Regions from separate parts of the Hordeum vulgare genome. Here regions 1 and 3 are each linked to region 2. Evidence: chromatin contacts called from public Hi-C data. All regions are on one chromosome and are shown on one strand. Each heading gives the region's core, a stretch centred on a gene start, on an enhancer-like site or on the middle of the called end of the contact. The rest is flanking DNA. Distances are from core to core; before and after follow the strand shown.

Region 1 (4,895 bases), core at 1,796-4,295, 740 kb before region 2:
AAAGATAGTTGTATTTATAATCAGAAAGTGTTTGTTGATTCTACTTACACCACGCGATATGTAAGGAAGGAGGTTGAATTCTTGGTTTTCAGAAACTTCACATGAAGCCCTAAGAATTGTATTCAAAAGGCATGTTGTTTCCTCTGTCTTTGACGCCAGAAATAATGCCGCAGTTGCAACCAACTTGCAAATTCAAAGAAGATAATATTATGATATTGAATTTCTCATATCCACTTATTGTGAGGATAAAATCACAACAAATATAGATAACTGTGTCATTCAAGTGAACAGCTTAGATTCTATAGAACAGATGGGCTCTGATCAGTCAACAAACTCAGTGATGCAAAGGTGGGCCAAGTAAAAGAAATAGACACATAAATGACCATAACATGGGTTGACCGGCACGAGGCGCTGATCAGTTGCCACGCGCGCCAGGCCACCCCAGTCGCTCGATCATGATTCATCGCTCTCGGCCGCTCGAGTCAATGCGTGGAGAAAAAAATCCGCGTGCAACGCGCATATCTCTGGCCTCCCGTTGCCAAGCGTCTGTAGGTCACATCTTCGTTCATCGAAGCCCCGTAGTTGTCCCCGATAGTCACTGCCATAGTCGTCGTGAATGCCGTTGAGACTCGTCGCAACACCCGTCGACCCGGACGTAGCACCGCCAACCACCAGTTGGAGCCCTCCTCGTCGCTCACCAATGCTCGTTGCAGTCCCCGACATAGGTGCGGCACAGCCGCCAGGCGGTTGAAGCTCTGCCCCCAATGGTTCCTGCACGGAATCACCACGATCGCAACATTGTCCGCCTCGCAGTACCACGAGCAAGTCACAACTCGGGGCACGCCCTTTGCAGCATCAGCCTGCATCGTTCCTACCATGGCCGGCCACCGTTGCATCGTCACGCCATCGTCCACTCATCGCAGGCCATTTGCAGCATATCGCACGTCATTCCTAGCATCCCTGCACATCGTTCCCAGCATCACCGTTTGCAGTATCCTTCACAACACATCGACGTCTCGCAACAGTGGGCATCTTCGTTGCAAGCGCTGGCCTCTGCTGGTTGCAGCTTCACCGGCCACAATTTGCAGCACCCCTCCCAGCACATTGCCACTGGTTCCATCACGGGTGGCTGGCGCTCCCGGCTCCATAGCCCACCGATTGCAGCATTGTCGTGACACCTTGCTCCGACACCACAGCGGAGCATTCGATGTGATTGACGGCTAAGAAGCATGGACGCAATAGAAATTGCCTCTTGGCTGTCCTGATATGGCAGGACACAAAGACACGGCCGGATACGGCCGGATACAAATATCCAACAGTATCCCCTGTTTTTTATTTAAAGAAAAAGAAAAAACAGGGACACATTATGTGGCAGGTCTTGTCCCAAAAAACAGCCTCGTCTCAATACCTTGCAGCAGTCGCGTGCACACTCTCCGTATAACAAGCTTCTTATAGCCTCCCAAATAGCAGTGAACGCGTCGCCGCCTACTGGATCGAAGCCACTGCCACTGCCGCCTGGAATCAACCAGCGACCGCTACCCCCAGCACTAGCAGCCTCTCCTCCTGACGGCAGGTACCCCAACTCCCCAAGCCCAACAGCCTCTCCTCAACATCATCTCTTTTATTCTGATTTTCTTCCATTAAGCTGCTGGCTGCTGTGTGCTGCTGTTTGCTACGATGCTAACCATGTTGTGCTGCTCTTTGCATGCTTGTGCTGCTTGTTGTTAGGTAGCAATAGCATGCATCTGAGAGCGCCACAACTGGTACCGGTAGCCAATCAACCGTGCGTAAGAGTGAAGGGCAGCCTGGTCCTGGTGCTGTACATCCCAAGTATCTTGTGTGGTCTTCTGTAGTCTCTAAGTAGTGATCTAAACACTCTTATATTTCTTTACGGAGGGAGTACTTGATAAAGAAGAGACAAAATGGGGCAGTATTATGATATCTTTCTCATTATTATTTTTGTCTCAACTCTATATTAGATGACATTATGATCATTAGTCAGCATGGCAGAGATGTGTTTATTTTTCTTATATATATATATATATATATATAGGTGGTAAGCTACTATCTCAATGTGCATAGTAGAGTAGTGGCATTGGTTGGAATAGGGACTGAAAAAGAGAACTTACTACACAATATATCAGGTCCTTCCTAGTGATAAACGAACATCGAAAATAATCTCACTGAAACGTGTTGTAACTCATAAGTTGCAATAGCATTACTGACAAGATTCTTGTAAAAGAAGAGGTGAAGGCAACTAACAAATCTGTCGTTGCAGGCATGGGATCTGTGGAAAAAGTACTGATGGCAATACACCACTGCCGTCGCAATAGTCGTCTGCGGCCTATGTCAAACACAAGCACTACGATCAGTAATCATGGAGACAAATCACCAAACAAATTCAACAAAACCGCAGAGCCAGCAGCGAGTTTACAGCCCAAGGCGGAAGCCGAGGCAGCGCAGGTAGGCGCAGTAGGACGCGCGCAACCTTGCCTCCAAAGCGGAGTCGATGCCGTCCTTCCACGAAGGTGATCTTCGCTCGATCTCCTCTCGCGACAGCAACGCCCTGGTGTCACCATCCTCGGGTTGTCTCGTCGGCAACAGGCGTGGCACGGCCGCAGCCGGCGGATCACACCGGGGCTCTGGCGCGCGGCGAGCCCGCTTCGGCGGAGGCGGGCCCGGGGCCGGGGCCCGTTGAGGGGGTTGCGGAAAGATAGGTTCCTGGAGGTGGGGGTTGGGCAGCGGGTCGCGGCGCACGTGGTAGGGGGCAGTGGCGGCGTTGGTATAGGAACATGGCTGGGGGTACGATTGGGGATGGATGTGGTACGCGTCGTCATGGTCACGGCCGCGGGGGCGTGGACGGTGAGGAGGAGGAGAGTCGTGGTGATAGGGGTGATGTCGGTGCCTGACCGAGTCGGGGTGGAAAGGCTGAGAGAAGGACATTGCGGCGGCGGTGGCGGTGGCGGTGGCGGCGACGGCGGTGCGGGTGGAAATCTGGATCAGGTAAGGGAATCGGAGAAGGGTGAGGACTTGCGCTGTACTCCGTTCCTAAATATTGAAACGTAAATTCATTCATTTCATTTTGTATGTAACTATTAGTAAAAATTTAAAAGAAATCTCCCCTAATAATAAACCACGGATCGCTTCTGCCGTACGTCGCTGGCAGTTTTGCAAAAAAGTCCTTATGTTTTCGGCTATTCAACCCGTGGTCCTTTTGTGAGTTAAAAAACGTTTCGTTTTTACGTGAACCCCTCGCAATCACCCTCGCCTCCCCACCACCAGCACCGGGTTCTCCGCCACCGTCCGCCTCCCCACCACCAGCACCGGGCTCTCCGCCACCGCCCGCCTCCCCGCCTCCCCGCCGTCGCCCCTCGTCGGCGCGCCCTCCTGGCCGCCCGCGCCCTCGGCCTCGGCCTTCTCGGACCGCCGCGGCCACGCCGGCAGCCGGCCCGCGCTATACGGGATCGCCTGGTACATCTCGACCGGTCAGCCTCGAAAGGAGAGGGCAGAGCGACGACGACCTCGTCCCCGGTGACCGCGGCGGCGTGCTCGGCCTCGTGGGCGACCTCGTGCACGGCGACGGCCGCCTTCGTGGTCGTGTCCCCACACTTCCGAGTCTCAACCCGCCACCCCTCTTCTCTCTCCCCCGCCGTAGCCGGCCGCACCGCTCTTGTCCCCCGCCTAGCTGTTGCAGCACGCCGGCGCCTCCCCCGAGCCCTGCCGCCCTGCAGCCTCCCGCTGGTCCCGGCCTCCGACCACTGGGGCAACTGGACGGTGCTCCTGTCGGCGGCCGCGCTGGGCGTCTGGTCCGAGAAAAGCACCGGTGCGGGCAAGGCGCTGAGCGACGCGCTGGTGACCGTGCTGCTCGGCCTGGCCGCCAACACGGCCAGCCTCGTCGCCGCCGACGCCCCCGCCTACCGCGTGGTCCTCGACTACCTGCTCCCGCTGGCTGTCCCGCTGCTCCTCTTCCGCGCCGACCTCCGCCGCGTCCTCCGCTCCTCCGGCGCCCTCCTCCTCGCCTTCCTCCTCGGATCTCGTACGCTTCGTCGATCTGCAGTTCCGGTGGCCGTCGGCTAACTATAGCTAATGGCCGTCCGTGGATCTTGGGCTGGCAGTGGCGACGACGGCGGGCACGGTGGTGGCGTTCGTGCTGGTCCCGATGCGGTCCCTCGGACAGGACCGCTGGAAGATCGCGGCGGCGCTCATGAGCCAGCACATCGGAGGAGCCGTCAACTATGTCGTCGTCGCGGAGGCCCTGCAGGTGACCCCGTCGGTGCTGGCGGCAGGGCTGGCCGCCGACAACGTCATCTGCGCGCTCTACTTCACCACGCACTTCGCGCTAGCCGCCAAGATCTCCGCCGAAGAGGCTCCGCACCCGAAACCGAAAGCAGCCAACGCGAACGGCGAGCCCGCTCCGGCTGCCGGTGCCGTCGGCGACGACAGGCTGCCGGTCCTAGAGAGCGCGACGGCGATGGCCGTGTCGTTCGCGATATGCAGAGCGGGCAAGCACATGGCAACCCTGATGGGCGTACAGGGCGGCGGCCTCCCTTGCATCACGGCGATCGTGGTGGCGTTGGCGACGCTTTTCCCGTCCCGCATCGGCAGGCTCGCCCCCGCCGGCGAGGCCATGGCCGTGGTGCTCATGCAGGTGTTCTTCGCCGTGGTGGGGGCCAACGGCAGCATCCGCAACGTCGTCCACACGGCGCCCGGCATCTTGGCGTTCGCGTTCGTGCAGATCGTAGTGCACCTGATGGTGATCATGGGCGCCGGGAGGATGCTGGGGATGGAGAGGAAGCTCGTGCTCATCGCGTCGAACGCCAACGTCGGCGGCCCGACCACCGCCTGCGGGATGGCCACCACCAAGGGCTGGGCCTCCCTGGTGGTTCCCGGGATCC
Region 2 (4,813 bases), core at 2,006-4,505:
TGAACCCCTGATTGTCTATCTTTTATTATTATGTATGTGTTGTGTTACCTGTTTGCGAGACGCTTAGATGCGCTCCTTTCCAATTCGGGGCCTCGATCCCCAGATCGGGAAGGACCGCATCTTGGTCGTTACACCTAGGGCCATTGGGCTTCCCCCGGGTGGGTTGCCCCCCTCTCGGTGAACTTCCGGAACCCATTCGTCACTCCCGGTACAATCCCGGTAATGCCCGAAAACCTTCCGGTAACCAAATGAAGTCATCCTATATATCAATCTTCGTTTCCCGACCATTCCGGAAACCCTTGTGACGTCTGTGATCTCATTCGGGACTCTGAACAACATTCGGTAACCACACATATAACTCAACTATACTAAAATATCGCCGAACCTTAAGTGTGCAGACCCTGCGGGTTCGAGAACTATGTAGACATGCCCCGAGGCACTCTTCGGTCAATATCCAATGGCGGGACCTGGATGCCCATATTGGATCCTACATATTCTCCGAAGATCGTATCGCTTGAACCTCAGTGTCAAGGATTCATATAATCCTGTATGTCATTCCCTTTGTCCTTCGGTATGTTACTTGCCCGAGATTCGATCGTCGGTAGCATACCTATTTCAATCTCGTTACCGGCAAGCCTCTTTACTCGTTCCGTAATACAAGATCCCGTGACTTACACTAAGTCACATTGCTTGCAAGGCTTGTGTGTGATGTTGTATTACCGAGTGGGCCCCGAGATACCTCTCCGTCAAACGGAGTGACAAATCCAAGTCTTTATCCATACTAACTCAACGGACACCTTCGGAGATACCTATAGAGCACCTTTATAGTCACCCAGTTATGTTGTGATGTTTGATGCACACAAGGTTTTCCTCCGGTGCCAGTGAGTTATATGATCTCATGGTCATAGGAACAAATACTTGACACGCAGAAAACAATAGCAATAAAACGACACGATCAATATGCTACATTCATAGTTTGGATCTAGTCCATCACATGATTCTCCTAATGATGTGATCCAGTTATCAAGTGACAACACTTGCATATAGTCAGAAAACCTTGACTATGATTAATCAACTGGCTAGCCAACTAGAGGCTTGCTAGGGACATTGTTATGTCTATGTATCCACACATGTATCTATGTTTTCATTCAATACAATTATAGCATGGGTAATAAACGATTATCTTTAAATAGGAAATATAATAATAACTATTTATCATTGCCTCTAGGGCATATTTCCAACATCACCCTCCTCCCTCTCCTCCTATATATACCAGAGGTATTGGGGCTGATTTGAGAGACGAACTCTTTCTCTCTCGGGGCAACCCTACCCCTCTCCTTCCTCGTCCTACACGGTGCTTGGCGAAGCCCTGTCGGAATCCCATGTAGCTCCACCGCCACCACGCCGTCGTGTTGCTGGAGCTCTCTCCCTCAACCTCTCCTTCCTCCTTGCGTGTACAAGGTATTGGAGACGTCACGGGATGCACGTGTGTTGAACGCAGAGGTGCCGTGATTCGGCACATAGATCGGAATTCACCGCGATTAGAATCGCTGCGAGTACGACTCCATCAACCGCGTTCATAATAACGCTTCCGCTTAGCGATCTTCAAAGATATGAAGATGCTCTTCCCTCTTGCTCGTTGTTGGTCTCTCCACAGATAGATCCTTGTATGGCGTAGGAAAATTTTGAATTTACTACGTTTCCCAACAGAATCTTGGTACCACCAACTTCCACTTCGGTGCCACCTAAAATCGGTGACCAACTTTCTTGTCTGTCGCTTTCAAGGATTAGAATTTCTGAGTCTTGGAATCGGTCTCACAAAGATTTGGAAACTACCCTAGGTCACCATATTGGTACCACCGAGATTCCTATATCGGTCTCACCGAGAATTCGAAAGTTGCCACATTTTATGCAAATCAGTGCCACCGAGATTCACTTCGGTTTCACCGAGTTGGGCAATTTGGAGGTTCCTATATATACCCATCCACCATGTGTCATTCGCAAAGGAAGCACTCAGAATACACACCCACTTGTCATATCCTTTTTTTGAGAGAGAGCCACCTACTCATGTGGTGAGATCAATATATTCCAATCCATCCATTTGAAACTTGATCTCTAGCCTTCCCAAGTTGCTTTCCATCCAATCAATCTCTTTTATCCATGCCAAATTTGTGAGAGAGTGATTGAGTATTGAGGAGACTATCTTTTGAAGCACAAGAGCAAGGAATTCATCGTTCTACCACATCTATTATCTTTTGGAGGGTGGTGCCTCTTAGATTGGTTAGGTGTCGCTTGAGAGCCTCCTACTCCGTGTTGTGGAGTTGAACCAATAAGTTTGTAAGGGCAAAGAGATCACCTACTTCATGAAGATCTATTTCGATTAAGGCTAGTCATGTGTGGACGTAAGCCATGTTGGAATAGACAAGGTCGCTTCTTCATGGATCCCTTGTGGGTGGAGCCCTTCGTGGACTATCGGAGTCGTTACCCTTTGTTGGTTAAAGTCTCCACTAACGTAGACGTACGATAGCACCACCTATCAGAACCACGCAAAAAATCGCCGTGTCAACCTTTGCATTTGATCTTCCTATCCCTACCCTCTACTTACATTTGCATGTCATTACTTTCTGATGTAATATTCTTAGACTTGCATGCGTAGGGTGTGCTTGACTTGCTACAACTCCTAAAAGTGGCCCAAAATCAAAATTGGAAAACTCTAAGTTTTTGTTTGGTGAAGTAGTCTATTCTCCCCCTCTGAACATACATCAGATCCTACAGTAACACAAAATCAAACCGCAAAAAACCCATCAAATAACTGCATTATAAATAAACGTAAAACTCACTCCATCGTCTTCCTCACCGGCCAAAATAAGTACTACGTCAATTTCAAAATATAAGGGTTATTAATTTTTTGGAAAGTCATTTTTTTAATCTTGATTAAGTTGAGAGTCGAAAAATATCGAAATCCACAATATTACATAAAAATATGGATCTAATAACACCAATATGATATTATAATTTTTGGTATATTTCTTTTTAAATTTAATAAAAGTTAAAAAGGTTTGACTTTTCAAAAAAGTAATACACCCGTATATTTTAAAATATAAAATGAATAAATAAATTTAAAAATCTCAGCAGATTCAATGGCGCAGCAAAGAGGGCCCAACCTTCTACTCCTTCCTTCTAGTAGGTGAGAGAAGAGAAGTTGATCGGAATTAGGAGAAAGCCGGCCACACGTGCAGTACGCATGGTGGCGCCCACCTTACCTCGCCACGCCCCTTGAATTCTCACGCTGAGGCCGAGCAGTTAATGTCTTAATCAACCACAGCCAATCAAAGAATAGGCAGGCAGCAAAAGAGAGAGATTCAGATCCATCCTCGCCTCCCTCTGTCCTTCGCCGGTTTCTTCTCCCAGATCCACCCGGCGATCTCTGTCGCCGCCATCGCCACGATCGGCGCCAGAAAACCCAGCCCAGTGGAAGAGGTGTTCGAGTAGGAGAAGGTCTGCGGCGGGCGACGCTGACAAGATGTTCCTTTGGGACTGGTTCTACGGGGTGCTGGCCTCGCTCGGCCTGTGGCAGAAAGAGGCCAAGATCCTCTTCCTCGGCCTCGACAACGCCGGCAAGACCACTCTCCTCCACATGCTCAAGGACGAGGTACGTACTCTGCCCGGGATCTCACTCCCTGAATCTGATCCGATCTGCTAGATCTGATCCGTGCTTCTGTGTTTGTGAATGGACGTAGCGGCTGGTGCAGCACCAGCCGACGCAGCACCCCACGTCGGAGGAGCTCAGCATCGGCAAGATCAAGTTCAAAGCCTTCGATCTCGGCGGTCACCAGATCGCTCGACGGGTCTGGAAAGACTACTACGCAAGGGTTAGCGTCAATCTCTTCTAGTATATATCTGTATTATTACGTTGCCTTTGCCTAATTAACAGTCAGATCTGTCTGGGGGTATGATTCCTTCTCGTCATTTGTATCCTATGCGTTTAATTGAAAGAGCAACTGTTGTTACTTAAGGTTGTCCTTTGAAATACGTAGTACTCAAGGAACGTTCTGTTCGAAAACACTGAATTGCTGAAATGACAATTCCCAACCATTCTAGTACTGCACGTAACAATTTTGAACTCAGAAGGACTGGTACACACATCCCACACAATTATCCATGCTAAGCAAAAAGCATTACCTTTCATGTATGTATGTTAGCGAGAGGGGCGTTTTGGTGCCCAGGCTCAGACACACATGGTGTCCTGTCTGTTGCATCTGCTGTTGGATTCGGGAAATGATATCTGAGGTGACGGGAATGTTGCGTGAGAACGTCCGTCTGCTATTGCGTAGCGTGGGCGGCTGTTTAGAGTTTAGATGGATGGTTCTGTCTACTTGTGGATTCTGGTATATGGAACAGAAACATGTTGATCCACCTCAGCCATGGCCTAGACTATCGGTACATGATGTTTGTGGTGTGGGTTGATGCTAGCGGCATAAACATCTTGGAAGTCAAAGAAGCACACGAGTGGCCGAACACGATGAAAAGTATAATGTGACTACATTGAACAAATTATGAGTCTGAATAGAATCAAGCACTCCAGAGATTGTATAGAGGCTGTGTCAATTAATTCTGTATAGAGGCTGCGTCAATTAATGGGAGGCAGTAAAAAATGTGTACATATGATTTTGTCATATCAGATGCCTATGTTGTCTCAACATAGCCGGTCCCAACCCCGGGTAAAGGAGGAGGGTTGTGATAGGCTTGGCGAGCCAACGTCAAATTTGTTACAGAATATGTGGATTGCAGTAGCCCTTTCCATTAGTTTGGA
Region 3 (4,930 bases), core at 1,870-4,369, 670 kb before region 2:
CCTATGTGTTTATGAATAAAGATAGTTCTTGGACATTATCAATAATGTATATTAGGAAGTATGTGACTTGTTTGTGAGACTATACATTGTATGATGACTATCCAAAATGGTCCCTACTCGAAAGAGTTGTGTGGACGCGCAACCAACTAGACGAGCATATGATATGGTGGATGGTGTGGTCTCACTGACCATGTAGCATTTGATACTAGCCGGATAATATGGACTCAGAAATATCTGGTCGGATTCGACGTAGTCGGATCCGAGTCAAGATAAGGTCTGAGTTGGATAGACCCAACTATGAGACACATCGATTGGTCATTTGTGAGTGTCTAGTACAACACACGTTCTATGTCCTAAGACGTGAGCTGACTCATGTACTCGGGATGGTGACAGACTTGCTTTGGGCCGACCAAATGCTACTCCATGTATGGGTAGTTACAAAGGTAGGTTTCAGGCTTGTCCAAATCCATGTTGCGAGACGTGGTCGAGCAAGATGGGATTTTCCCCTCCGACGAGGAGAGATATACTTTGGGCCCCTTGGGTGATCTGACCTGGATAAGCATGGCCATGCGATGAGGATTATGAGATAATACGAATGTTGGTTAGATTCACCGGAATGAGAAAGAGGTCGTGCGGCAACAAGGATGACCATGTCGACTTTAGCACGGCAACGTATATCGTGTGGCAAAGGGAACAAAAGTATGAAGTACATGTTCGCCTAACCAGCTTCATCGGGCACTTGGAGTCGGCATGCCTTGCTAGGGGTTGCTACCGACTAGCCGAGTCGGACGTGGTTTGACTCGCGACAAAGTGAACAAGAACCTAAGGCGTCGCGCGCTTAAAGGAAGGAAAACGTAAGCTTTAGGGTACACTCTTATTGAGGTTATCGATTCGACACCGTCATTAGGGCTATGCATGTTTTGAACCTAGCCACCTCCACTCGCCGCCGCCAACTATGTGATTCGGACCTAGCAGTCCACCGCACGGTGTTCCTCCTGCACGCACGGATACCCTTAGAGGCGGTGCACCTGCGCTGCTCTGGCGAACCTGTATGTGGGATCCGACGACCGACTGTTTGAGGGAGACGATCCGGCGGCCGACTGTTTGTCAGGACCGGATTTTCGGGGATTTTAATTTCCCTTCAAAATGGCCCTTGTGCATACCAGCCCCAGGAATACTGTTAGCTGGTGCACAAATCCTTGATACATTTATCCAAGCAAAAATACAAACTTGAAGTACAAGACCGAGGTGGTCCATAGAGTACATCAAAAGGTTTCTAATGGTTGATGGTGGAAGCGGTTCGGGGATGTGCAACATCTATTGGACTCCATTTCCCACAGGAAAAACCAACCTGGATAATTCCTATATCACACGGCTGCTGTCGTCGATGCCTAGGTTCCTGGTTATCGTCGGATTCCTCCACTCCAAGAACGCAATATGGCCAAGACAATAGCCAGGGATAAGCCAGTGAGTACTTTGAATGTACTCGCAAACATCATGAAACAAACATAAATTGGTAGGGTTAATATACACCGGTAATAACACCGCAATACTTCATCAACCATGATGTACTTCTCAAGTATTTTTAATAAAAAATATAATCATACTGAGAAAGTAATAAACAATCAATAAGAGTAAGATTAATAGATGTGATATAAAACATGCCACAGTCGGGCGTCTAAGCGACACCACATGGCTTATATGAAACAATAATAAATAATGAATATCCAGGAGGTAGAACCGTCCGAGGGATATTCAATAATCATAATCATAGGGGTTTGTCCACAGAAAATAATGTTCATGATTATCCATCATATTTCCTGATTAGTCTCACACTTGCTTTAACTACCTCCGAAGACCGACGCTCATATCGACACCTGACTAGTCAACCAGTGGTCCTTGACCGTGGACACTACTCTGTAGAGGGTGTACTCTTTACCCACAGCCCACGGGTTTCCATAGTCGCTCGGACTAATCCCGTGTATGAAAATTTAGAAGTAAACACTCAAAACCATTACACATCCATTTTTATCCCGTGAAGACCGATATCACTCGGACTACGCTGCCAGAGGAGAACCATAAGACGGGGAGGCTCCAACCTCGACTAGCATGGGATCAAATTTATACCGCGCACTACAAGGGAAGAGCTCTTCCCTCTCGGTCCCAGACCGGAAACACCCATGCCCCCTGACCGGATGACTGGATTTAGTCCAGTGCCCCGGATACCTTCATCCCGGCCTCTCTACTTGGTGTGTACCTGGTAATAGGTTTACGACCTACTGAACCATATTTCTTTTCAGGAAGACACGTGGCAGCATGAAGGGTTAAGGTGACATACTGACAAGACTCGATCTATGACCGACTCAGGAGGTTTAGATTATTCCCTGCATGATTAGCACAATCAAAATGTTTTATCACCTTAGACAGAGTCACTACCTGTCGTACCCCAACATGCCTTGCTAACCACTCTCGTCCCACGAGATTTCAGTCCCAAGGTTCTGTCTCCACAAGACACTGACTCTCATCGGATCCCATCCGGTAGGCATGTGTGGTATGAATATGTGACTCTTGTCCATGCATCTCAATCATGCAACAATTGTACTTTCAAATCATGAAGCCACATGCATGATTGTCACATGGACTAACAATACTTGCTTAACATAACCATATTGTTTTCTCATCAAGTAACCCACACACAACCAAGCTATATGTATGTTCAGAATGCTTGCCTTCCAAGTGTAGAGAGGTAGGCTGCACTCCAAAACTTTTGAAGTTTATGCTCCTCCCTCCATAGCCTAGTTTGAAAAATATTCTAATTAACACACAATTTAAAAACAGTAGATAAAGTTGTTTTCAAATTTTTTCAAATAAATACTAAAATAAAATAGATGAAATTTGAAAGTGGTGAGAAAAAGAATCAACTCATTTGGATTATTATTTTAGAAACTAGGGTCAGTCAAAGTCTGGTCAAAGTTTTGTTTTAGAAACAAATTAGAAAAAGAAAACGTTTCGGTTCAATTACACTTTCCGAAAATGAAAACGCACTTACCTCAGTTCGCTTACTCAAAGGGACGTCGCATCGGCTCAAATGCGCCACTAGGGTGTAACGGTTGGCTCACCGACAGGTGGGGGCCACCTCGCGGGTTCATCTCCCACCTCCGTGCGCGTCTGGACACAGAACATGGCGGGTCGGGCGACAATTGCCGGCGCCACGCGACACCATCCTCACTGTCCATCCCATCCACACGCTCAGGGCAACTACCCGCACCGCATGGAGGGAAAATCCATTGTCGGAGGGCTTCTCGTAGAGCACGACCTTGGCAATGGCGGACTGAGCTTCGGTTAGGGAGGGAGCTTTGCTCACTGCGGGTCCCTGGCCAAACTGGAGGGGAAAATGGAATCACTGGGTCATGGAGGTTCTAGCAGAGAAGGATAGAGGCAGGGAGGGGCTCTGGTTCGATCGAATTTAGTCGAGGACGGCGGAGGACGAAGCTGCCGACAGTGGGGAAAGAGAAGGCCTCAGGCGAAATTGGGGCAAGAGGAAGCTTGCTATGCTGCTAGGAATGGCTGCGATTGCTAGTAGGGCTCGGGGTGCGTCTATTTATAGCTGGAGAGGTCGGTTCCGCGAGCTCCAGAGGATAAGCATGGTGGACTGCGGCAGGGGTGGCGTGGCGATCAGTGGACGGGGGAAAAGCACTAGCAGACGACCCTGAGGATGAGCTCGAGCTATTCCAGGGCAGCTGGCGTGCGGCCGTGGCTCGGGTGGTGCGTCTACTGGTGTCGGCGGCTAGCATGGCGGCAGTGATTCAGGCGTGCAACGAGGGTCAGCGGTGCTAGCAGAGGGGGTGCTGCGGGTTGTCACTATGCAGGGGTCACTCGATCAATGCAGGTGGGCGCGACGACTTCCTCCGCGGCACATGCAAAATGTATGCTCTCGGCGTGCTCTGGGTGTGCATGGCAGGTGCTCGACCGAATGCCACTACGGGCTAGAGTGCTTGGTTTGAGATGCAACTCAACAGGGTGGCTAGGCTGGTTACTCAAGCTCTGCTAGACATACTAGTTTGGCAGGGAAATAACTTTCACCATGAAGTTTAAAAGCTATGCCAGCTCAGGTCATGCACTTAGAGTGTTTGACAAAATGCCAAGGGCCTCTAGGTATTCTTGATAGCCACCAAACTTTCCAGATCGAGGTCTCCTTGGAAGCTAACAAAGATGGTCAGATTAAACTTGGCAAAATAGAAACTTCCTAGTGCAATTATTGCAAAAGAGCATTCCTGGACAGAAATAAAATGATGTTATAACATGGTCTCAAACAATGCCACCGAGGCTGAAATTCTGGACATAAAGTTTTTGCAGGGTCCTCTATAATTAGTAGAATTTTCAAAAGCTTTGGGTAAGAAAATAATATGGTTGTCGTGCAAGTTGCAAATCTGGTCCACAATAGAAAATAAGAAGTGGTGCTTAAAATTTTCAAAGCACAAAGTTTTTTTTTTTGCATAAAAGTGATTTATATAAACTCCTTGACAACTCCAATTTTTTTGTAGAATTTTTGAAGAGTTTTCACTAGGGGTTGTAGTGCAAATACCAAGTGGGATCATAAATGGAAAAGGATATAATGTGCTCCCTTATTCCAAAACACTTGGCTATATTACTTCATAAAATTGATTCAGAAACATACTAGGTCATTTCCAAGTTTTGTGGAATTTTTAAAAGGAATTATCAAATGGTTGTAGTTCAAATCAGGCCTTAGAAGTAAATTTTTTGAATAAATGAACCCTAAAGAAAATATTTATAAAAATAGCTTCATTTGATTTGGAGATAATTGAAAAAATATTGGAGGCAAAACTCAAGTCAAATAATATCTTTCAAAAACTCCTACTTAAGAAAGAAATAATTTTTATAAAATAAAACAAAGAAGGGGTCTAAAAAC

What was found. A called contact is a pair of places that touch in the nucleus more often than the background predicts.
Region 1: a Hi-C map of seedling shows a contact between it and region 2, with 6 times the contacts expected there. The contact joins the promoter of LOC123443644 here to the promoter of LOC123443643 in region 2. A contact is called at or near these places in 3 of 6 Hi-C or Micro-C datasets (leaf and seedling).
Region 3: a Hi-C map of leaf shows a contact between it and region 2, with 4 times the contacts expected there. The contact joins the enhancer-like site here to the promoter of LOC123443643 in region 2. A contact is called at or near these places in 2 of 6 Hi-C or Micro-C datasets (leaf and seedling).

The regions. Positions count from the first base shown.
Region 1 is chr3H:267,089,197-267,094,091 of MorexV3_pseudomolecules_assembly, reverse strand. LOC123443644 (cyclin-T1-5-like) reads right to left here and starts at 3,045. Exons shown (of 7, transcript XM_045120118.1): 1 at 2,435-3,045; 2 at 2,263-2,344; 3 at 49-183. The coding sequence starts at 2,943. It overlaps LOC123441683, which reads left to right and starts at 3,532. Exons shown (of 2, transcript XM_045117983.1): 1 at 3,532-4,036; 2 at 4,116-4,895. The coding sequence starts at 3,532.
Region 2 is chr3H:266,344,746-266,349,558 of MorexV3_pseudomolecules_assembly, reverse strand. It overlaps LOC123443643 (GTP-binding protein SAR1A-like), which reads left to right and starts at 3,255. Exons shown (of 3, transcript XM_045120117.1): 1 at 3,255-3,652; 2 at 3,741-3,872. The coding sequence starts at 3,524.
Region 3 is chr3H:267,013,895-267,018,824 of MorexV3_pseudomolecules_assembly, reverse strand. No RefSeq gene overlaps it. Among protein-coding and RNA genes, the nearest start is that of LOC123443835, 40 kb to the left of the region's middle. Within about 2 kb of position 3,119, at least 3 of the 3 cell types and tissues checked have open chromatin away from gene starts, as enhancers often do. A contact at or near this core is called in leaf and seedling, where this site is marked.